2 separate regions of the Mus musculus genome follow, and region 1 is linked to region 2. Evidence: chromatin contacts called from public Micro-C data. All regions are on one chromosome and are shown on one strand. The core of a region is the stretch at or near the end of the contact, and the rest is flanking DNA. Distances in the headings are between cores, read along the strand shown.

What was found. A called contact is a pair of places that touch in the nucleus more often than the background predicts.
Region 1: a Micro-C map of muscle stem cells shows a contact between it and region 2, with 7 times the contacts expected there. The contact joins the enhancer-like site here to the promoter of Efnb1 in region 2. A contact is called at or near these places in 10 of 39 promoter capture datasets (the 3T3-L1 cell line, HPC-7-derived erythroid cells, embryonic stem cells and 4 more), 7 of 484 Hi-C or Micro-C datasets (MC3T3-E1-derived osteoblasts, brain, embryonic fibroblasts and 2 more), 5 of 115 datasets of contacts at active chromatin or transcription factors (embryonic hindbrain, embryonic limb bud, embryonic stem cells and 1 more) and 2 of 9 other capture datasets (liver and pancreatic islet).

Annotation. Positions count from the first base shown.
Region 1 is chrX:99,239,489-99,243,854 of GRCm38.p6, reverse strand. No RefSeq gene overlaps it. Among named protein-coding and RNA genes, the nearest start is that of Gm46674, 43 kb to the right of the region's middle. Within about 2 kb of position 1,989, at least 30 of the 459 cell types and tissues checked have an H3K27ac peak or open chromatin away from gene starts, as enhancers often do. A contact at or near this core is called in muscle stem cells, where this site is marked.
Region 2 is chrX:99,132,976-99,137,420 of GRCm38.p6, reverse strand. It overlaps Efnb1 (ephrin B1), which reads right to left and starts at 1,360. Exons shown (of 5, transcript NM_010110.5): 1 at 408-1,360. The coding sequence starts at 535.

The sequences.
Region 1 (4,366 bases), core at 740-3,239, 110 kb before region 2:
TCCCGCTTAGATTCCTTTCTGTATTGTCTAAAACATGCCCCCACCTTTCCAGACTAAATACTGTGCTTGCCACTTGCTATAGGATGGAGTACTTTGGGTGCTCTGCTGCCCTACTGCTAGCTCCTCTAGTGCAGAAGTTCCCTATGACTTTGTACAGGACAAGAGTGTTTTGTATGGATACGTGTCATGCCAAGAGCTCCTTGGGATCATAGGTAAGTATGGGGGTGCAAAGAGAGTTGGGGGCTAACCATTGGATGTGTCTGTAAAGGATGCCTAAAGGCCAGTCCCATATTAGTGACAGATGGAGGGTGGAGCTGAGACACGGACACACACAGGAGAACAGGAATGTGGCCGCTGGCCTGTGAATGGACTGACTCCCAGGTCTTGGCACATGCCAAGCCAAGTCCAGGCATGAGGACTGTTTGCCAAGGGTGTGTCTGCCAAGTTGATTGAATTTAGGGTAAAGGAATCATTCAAAGCTAATACCCTGGGCTTGAGCATAGGCCACCAAGAAATTAAATGGAAAGTGCTCGTGTTAGAAACCTAGAGGCAGCTCTGAGCGGGCATCAGCTTTGGTACTCTGCATGCGCTTCCTGCTTCCTCAGTCTGAAGCCTCCCATGCCCCACTGAGCCTGGCCTTTCTGGTCTCACTTGTACGTACTGCAACTCCACCACCTGGAAAAGTGGATCCGCAGGCCCAAGGAAGCCAGCAATTGGCTCAGCTTCTCTCCTCCCTTCTCCTCCTGCTCAACACTCCCTTCTTCGTCTGAGTCAACCTCCCCCTTTTTCTCCCCTCTCCTATATTTCTCCTCTTCGGGTGCCTGTCCTTGCCTTCCTATCCTGGTGAGCCAATAGCTCGGATTGAAGCACAAGAACGGAGGACCTGCAGGCTAAGGGTGGGGTGGGAACCTCGTTCCAGTTCACCTGAAATTGGAAAATGCAGCATTTGAGCTAAAAAGCACTAGGAAAAGACCTGGGGATTCACGGATTTTGAGCCATATAGGCCACAGTCTTCCAACAGACATATATACCGAGTGGCTCATAGTGTCCCTTCACCACACACCAGAGCTGTGACACTAGAATCCATGAGCACACCTCTGTCACACTTGCATCATGTCTCTACCAGAGCACTTCTACCACAGAGGACATAACATCAGATCTCAGACCACTAACACTCACCTCCTACACACACATACCATAGCAATGCTACTCCCACAGTAGTGTACTACACTGCGTGATGATGTCAACCCTCTGCTACGTAACACCTAGCATAAGTGTTCTACACTCTTGGAGCACTGCAACAGCCCGACAAAAGCTGTGGTCACATCAGCAGTTCCTAACAGATATACAACACATGCATCGTTCCCTGCCTTGCCCCTCTGTAGTCCTATATATGCACAGACATGGACACACACACACATACACACACACCCTTAGACAGACAGATACACGCACACACACAGACAAATATGCACACACACACACACACACACACACACACACACACACACAGAAGCACACATGCATGCACACAGCCAGAGAGACAGAGACAGAGACAGATGGAGAGAAGAGACAGAAAGACAGACAGAGAGATTGCCTCGCTTTATAGCTTGGCTATTTGGCCATATGTCCCTAGCTGGCTCCAGAGAACTGCTGAGCTAGTAGTCGCCATTTCCTAGAAGGCTGTGGATTTGGCCTCAGCTGATCAAACACATGCTAGGAGGTCCACGTTTGAACTCGGCTCCAGGGGTGGCTGGTATGTGGTCCCCACCAATGAACTGCAGGCAGCAGCTGGCTGCTGTGGGACACCCCACAGGGAGGGGCTGATGTGACTGAGCTTAGTGGGTGGGGGCCAGGCAGGGCCCAAGCTGACTTGTTGGGGTGAGGGGGCGTCCAGAGTTCAGGCGGCTGGTGGCTGGGAGGGGGACTCAGGAATGCCTCGGCAGCAGGGGCCTGAGATAGAAGCTGAGTCATGAGGTAAGAAGAGAGGCTGTGGTGGAAAGACAGGAAGTAGGGTGGAGGGGAAAGAAAGGCTGTGAGGGGGATCTTGAGGCTCGTCCAGGCTCTTCCCTCAGGAAATGACAGGCAGGGATTGGGAAGGGAGGCAGAGAGAGCCAACTCTGGAGACAGGCATAGGACAAGGACTGGGAATGCAGACTTGAAAGATGAGTACAAGGTCAGGGGCGGAGGCTGAGTCCTGAGCCTAGCGGCCCAGATGTGAGGGTGGATAATTAGAATCTGGTCAGGAGGAAGATCACTGTAAGAACTTATGGTATACCATGGTTGTGGACTAAACCACCGGAGAGTGCCATGGTTCAAACTCCAAACATCACCTACAGGCTGGAACACTTGGAACAAGGCTGTGGAGCCTTTAGGAGGTGGAGCCTAGCTGGTGGAAACAGATAACTGGGCACAGCAAGTCTGTCTTTTCTGCTTTTGGCTCTGCTTGCTATGAGGAGCTGCTGCCACGGGCTCCTGGTGCCACAGATGGGACCACTTCCACCACCATTGCCTTCCAGGCCATGATAGGCTGTACCTTTTGGAACCAGGATCCAAAGAAAGAAAGAAACAAACAAAAGTCCTTCCTTCTTTTAGGGACTCTGGTCACAGCAAGCTCTACAACTGCAACAGATGGGAAAACAAGAAAGGAGAGCGTATGTCAGAAAAACCTACTAACTGGGTTGTTCACATCCTGCAAACAAAGGGGGACCTTACACACTTGTTGCTGTCAAGATTCCCAACTCAGCAAAAACCCCACCTCTGCCTTCAGGTTACCAAGACAGCCATGGCCCATAGCTTCCTGTGGCAGGCAGGGCAGGATTCCCAACTTCAGATACTGGTCAACTCAACTTCTGACCTCAGTAGGACCAAAATGTGGGAAGATGAAAGGGAGGCCCCTGCCCTGTAGGGGTTGCCATCTTGTTCAAGCAGTCCCCAGGCAGTTGACTCAAAGCTCATAATTGATGTATTTACGTGTGGCTCATGTAAAGGGACCTAAGTGAACTTCCCCATCCCTCTCCACCCACGCTGAACATGTGGAAACCTTAGAGCCAGGCTTCAGTTTTATGTCCCCAGCCATCCCTGAATGCTTTGGTGTTGCTATGCCCCAGGAGGCAGACCCTCTGAGTCGGGAGCCAACCCAGTCTCCAAGGCCCAAACCTCTTGCTCTCCTCCTCCCTCCAGGACTGAGTTCATACCACCCACACAGAGCCGGCCCTTGGTACTTCCTGAAGCATGAGCTCATTTGAGTCCCACAACAATCCTGCAAGGCGAGCAGAGAAGACACTATTATCCCTACATCCCGGTGAGGAAACTGAGGCCCAGAGAGCTAAAACAATTACCACAGTCACACCAGCAATTCCACCACAGACTCCAGATCCAGTACTGAGACTGGAAGGGTTGCCAGGACTATTTGGTGCTAAAATGTGGATTTTTCTTTTCTTTTCTTCTGTGTCTGTATGTTTATTAGCTCTCAGATGACATAAGGAGACGAAAGGTTTGGACCTTGGTGGAAGACCACTCAGGGCATTAGGCCATGTCAACTGTCTTCTGAAAGGGGTAGGGATTGAGGAAAGAGATGGGTGCTTCTTTAACATGTACTAAGTGCCAGGCACTGCAATGGATGCCCGCTCTGTGTTGTTTTTCCAAGTCCTTATAAAGCTCAGTGTAATAGACTCATTGTCCTGAAGGGGACATGGAAGTTCAGAAAATGATATCACTAGTTCTGAATTCACACAGTGAATATAAGTTAAGAGTTGACCCTGTTTCTGCTTCCAATGCCCACGTTATTTGAGGAAGATCTGTTAGCCCTTTCTCTTGCCGTATGACCAGCCGCTTTGATACCCATCCACTTGCTAAAGGAAACATGCCCCTGACATAGCTCAGAAATCATGGCACTGAAATGAGCGTCGGGGAAGGGGGGAAGGAAAGCGCTCTGATCATTTGTGGGAGAAACCAGATTCCTCTGGGGGAATTGAGAGCAGTGTCCCCTCCTGCTCTCCCTCCTCTCCCCTCCTTCTCACCGCAGCCTGCCTGGGGGATGGAAGAAATGTCCCTGAAGGGCGGCCTTTTGGCAGATGCCGGGCTGGAGGCAGCGCCACAGAGGCCCACATCCTGGGTCACCTCCCACTCAGAACCACAAGGAATCTAGGCAAGAACTCCAGCATTTCTCTGAACCACCACACTGCCTGCCTCTTCCCTGTGCTGGCGTGTCTGCCTATCTTCTTGCCTCTGCTTGAGCATAGAACCCCTGCTTCAGGAAATGTTCACATCCTTTCCTTGTGTGGTGGACCAAAGAATAAGCCTCCAGCAACTGCTCCTCCTCGTGCCATGCAGAACAAACAGCATGACCATCTCTTGATTTGAC
Region 2 (4,445 bases), core at 111-2,610:
GTTCTGGCCTGGTCCCTTGCTCAGGTCGATCTCACCCCTGGAGTGGCTGTGAGTGAAAACCACCACGTTCCCAGAGGCCCTGGAGTGGGCTGCTTACTCGCCCCCACCCAGCTCTCGGGTGCGCTCTGGAGCGCCCAGACATTCTATATCTGCCTGGTGTGACCAACAGACGCGATCCGGACTTGAGAGTAGGGCCAAACCGAAGGATCGAAACGCAGCTAAGTGCCCCCACCCCACCCTTCCGCACCCTACCCCGACTGCCCGCAAGAAAACACTAGAAAAGGCCAGATATAAAATAGGGCGCCGCACCTCCTACGGACAACCCCCCCCACGCACTTGGGGGTGCACGACCTCACCCCGAAGAAGTGCCTCCCACCCCCAGGGACCAGAGTAGATAAGTTACTCACTTAGGGTTAAGAGAGCTCCAGGACACGGGCTCCAGGTTCTTGGCCAACGGCGTGGCAAGCCGGCACAGCGTCAGCACGACCATAGCCACAAGCCACTTGCTGAGCCAACGCTGCCCAGGCCGGGCCATTTTCCCCGGGGCAGAATGCACTTCAGGATCCCCTAGCGCCTCCTCAGCAAAGCTCGCCTCGCCTGCCCGTGCCGCGCAGCGCTCGGAGCCACTCAGGCGCCCATCCTCCGCAGCCGCCGGCCTTGAAGCACTCCCCTCCCGCTGGCCTCGGGGTCGCTCTCCTTCGCCCGGCTGGCCAGGAGGACTCACTGGGCAGGCGTCCCCAACCCGCGCATGGGCTGCGGCCTCCGAGGACTTTCTTCCCTGGCCTCTCCGCCGCACGAGGCGCGACGGGGGCTCGCCGCCCCCGAGTGATCCCGCCGGATTCCGCTCGGCTCTCCCAGATTGTTTGAGACTGCAAGTCCTCTCCCCGATCGGGTCTCCCTGAAGAGCGCTCAGTGGCTGCCCCGACGCCTCGACCGTCCTGGGATTGACGCCTCTGGGAAGAAGAGGCGGGTTGTCTCCCAACAATGCGAGCTCGGTCCCCAGGCTCCCGACTGGGTCCCCCTAACACGGACTCCGTTCCTCCGGGCCACAGTGGGACTCCGCGCCGGCGCGTCCCACGACAGCTTCTACTTTAGCACCGGCCCTTCTCAGTATACTTAAAAGGCTAGTACGGCCCTGCCGAGCAAATCAGTCCCGTCGATTTGCACCTCTGAAGCCTCGGCCGGGTAGCCCGGCAGCCCGGTCGCCAAGTCCTTAATCCCCGGCGATTGAGCCCGAGTGTCTGCAGTCAGTGCGAATCACACACACCCCCCACTGCTGTCCAGCGCGCATAGACTCCCTCCGCTGCCGCTGAGCTTTCTACTCTCCTGCTCAGGCGAGCACAAGGCCAACCCTGCTCCTTCGAACCAATAGAAAGCTCTGTGACGGGGTCCTTGCCCCATACCACGCCCACAGAGCAGGAAGGGGTGGGGCTTCGGGGAGCTCATAAGGACGCTGCTCTCTCGATGGCACGAATCTGAATGTGCGGCTCTTGCGGTTATGCCTCTGTCCCGCTTAGTCTGGTTCCCAGGGAGTTCTAGGGAAGTTGGCGCTTCCCAAAAGCTGCTGGCCTGCTCTCATGCACACCCGGTCAGCACCCGGCCCACTGACCTAGAGCAGACAAACCCTGTCCCAAGTACCTCCAGAAAGCACCGTCCTTGTGTTCTTTTTATACACACAAACACACCCCACATGCGCATACTCGCGTACCAGCCCCAGAATCCCACTCGGTGCCCACTTCTGTCAGCCTGCCTGCTCCCAGTCCAGTCACTACCTACACTCTGTTGGACCCCGTCTTCCTGTCCTCGTAATGCACTCCTTTTTTGCATTGACCACGACAAGAGTCTATTAGACTATTAGAGGTTAGAGCTATGGGCAGTGGAGACTCAGAAAAAGTATTGTGTCCAAAGGGGAGGAGGAATTTATTTGCATCTAGTGAACCAAGCCTTTAAAATTTTCATCTTCGAGAGCGAGCCCTTTGAGACCCTCCACCCCAAACTCCAGGCACACAGATTTAGTCAGTCCTGTCTGAAGGCATACGAAAGGGCCAGGAGCAGGCAAGTAGGGACGAGAGGTCACAAACTGTACAGAAAGCTCTAGGACAGGGGAGAAAGGAGCAGAAGAGAAGCCTTTTGAAAGAGCAAAAGCAGGCATCTGGGCCCTGAGATTCCGGACTCCAGCCTTTCCCGGCCTCGGCCTCACCATCTGGGTCTTTGTCTCCCAGCACTGGCCCATTCTCTCCGCCCCTCCTTGTCTCTTTGCTTATAATTTGGCTCAATCCCATAGCTCAGACCCTCCCGGTCTGACCTACTCGCTTTTCTCAGGTCCCAGCGGACGTACCCACGTGCTAATGTCTCCCCCTGCTGGCCTTCTATAGACTTGCGGGCTCCCGGGATAAGCGGAGGCCTCCCACCTAGAGCCTGCTGAGCAAGTCTGGCACTCAAAGCGCTCAGAGGTAGGCATGGCAGTAGCAAGAGCCGGCCACTGGCCACTCATGTAAGAAAGGTGGGAAAGATCTGGGCTTGGGGACTTCAAAGGTTAGAAAGGCTTCCTATATTCGCGCCCCTCCTTTTTCTCCTCCTCGCTGCCTCCTCTTTTCTTTTTGTAATGAATCGGGTTCTAACTTTAGACTTACTAGGCAAGGTAAGAAGGACCAAAGAACCAAATTCCAGTTCCTTCTTGTTGCTTCTCTATGGAGATAACGGTCTGAGCCCCATCCTTTAGGGGCTTTGCCATTTATGAGTTCCATGTCCATTCTTGAGTCCTTCACTGCATCATCTAATCATCTCTGTCGTTCTAGTGGGGGCATCTATGTGGGGTTCTCCCACCTTTGGAGCCAGAGACCTTGCAACATTCAATGGCTCTGGGTACACACTCTAGGGCCTTTGTTTTCCCAATTGGACTCTGCACTGGGATGCAAGCAGAACAAGGAGAGATACAAATAAGGTAGAAAGACACACCAGCAGTCCACCTGAGACCCCTGCCATCAAAGGACTTCCAGATGTGAATCTAGAAAGCAGCCAGCTGCTTACAAAGTCCCTACAAGGCATCACGGACCACTGCGGATGATTTTCTTTCACCATCCTTTGAAATCAGTTCTGCTATCCCCATTTTTACTTAAAGAGGGAAACTAAGGCTCACGATTGACATATCCTGACCTATCCCTGGGGTCGTTCCTGGTGTCTCTGTCCCCAATTTTACAGCCATTCCTTGTACTATACAGATGGACCCACTTGCAGATGCTCCATGCATACTCACTCTCTTGGCTTATTGTAAATTACAAGCTTCGAGGTTCCTGGAAAACCACAGCCCCCAGGATGGCCAGATCACTGCTCCTCATTCGCAGGTCTCAGAAGGTCACTAATCCTAGGAAGGGTCATTAATTTTGGCCATAGAGCAAAGTGCTTCTCAGACAGGGTCACTATCCCAGGTTGGCCCCAGAGTTTTCCTTTTCATGGCCAACATGCCTTGTGCCCCTCCAGAGGACACTAAATGGGAGCTACCAGACTTGGGAAACAGGAAGACAGAGGTATTTTCTGAGTGCCAACATCTAATTCTGGGCAAAGGGGACAGTGGAAGATGAAGATAGGTCTCTTAGGTCCAGACTTGTTCCACACACTGCTCATCTCTGGTCATGCCACGGCCCCTCTGCCTCAGCCTGGCCACACTAGCTACAGGGGCCTCAGGAGCAGGGTTAGACTAGATGTGCACTCTCTGCTTCGATCAGGGCCCGCAGCTGAGAAATTTCCCACCCCAGCCTGACCCTAGGAGGTTCTCAGTTATAGAGAGAGATCCAGGTTCCCCGACTGAGGGGAAAAAGATAATTCTCTAGAGGAGCCTGAGAGGAAGGCAGGATCCGTGGGGGATGTGACCATTCTTCTATCTAAGCACTTACTAGCCCACAGACTGTCAGGTCATTGTGTCAACACACACTTTACAAGTGGTGTAAAGACCCCTTGACCACAGGAGTGTCAAGCATTGTGAGGCCTCAGGCCTACCTAAGTGTGTTAAAAAAAAAACATATAGTAGCCACAGGAAACTTCAGGCTCTGGGCACCATGTGTAGACACCACACACACACACACACACACACACACACACACACACACACAAACACGAGCTGTGCCTTTTTTGGGCCCAGCTGCCCACACTCATAAACGGGAAGAGAGGCTAGCTTTCAGGGACTTGGGCAAATCCCCTCACCTCTGAAGGGCCTGTTAGTGTTCTGTGGCCTGGCGGTCATTCCTCCTTCTCAGCTTCCTGGGAGTATTTAATGAGATAATGTGCCCGCCTAGGCTCGGCCTCATACCTGGCCTACCACAGAGCTTACTAAATGGAAACTCTTATTCTTCCATAGAGCCTCCCAGGAAGACACTCTCATCCCTAGTGACACACATTCGTACCAGTTCACACAAGTTTTGTGTGCTGCACATACATTTTCCAATCCC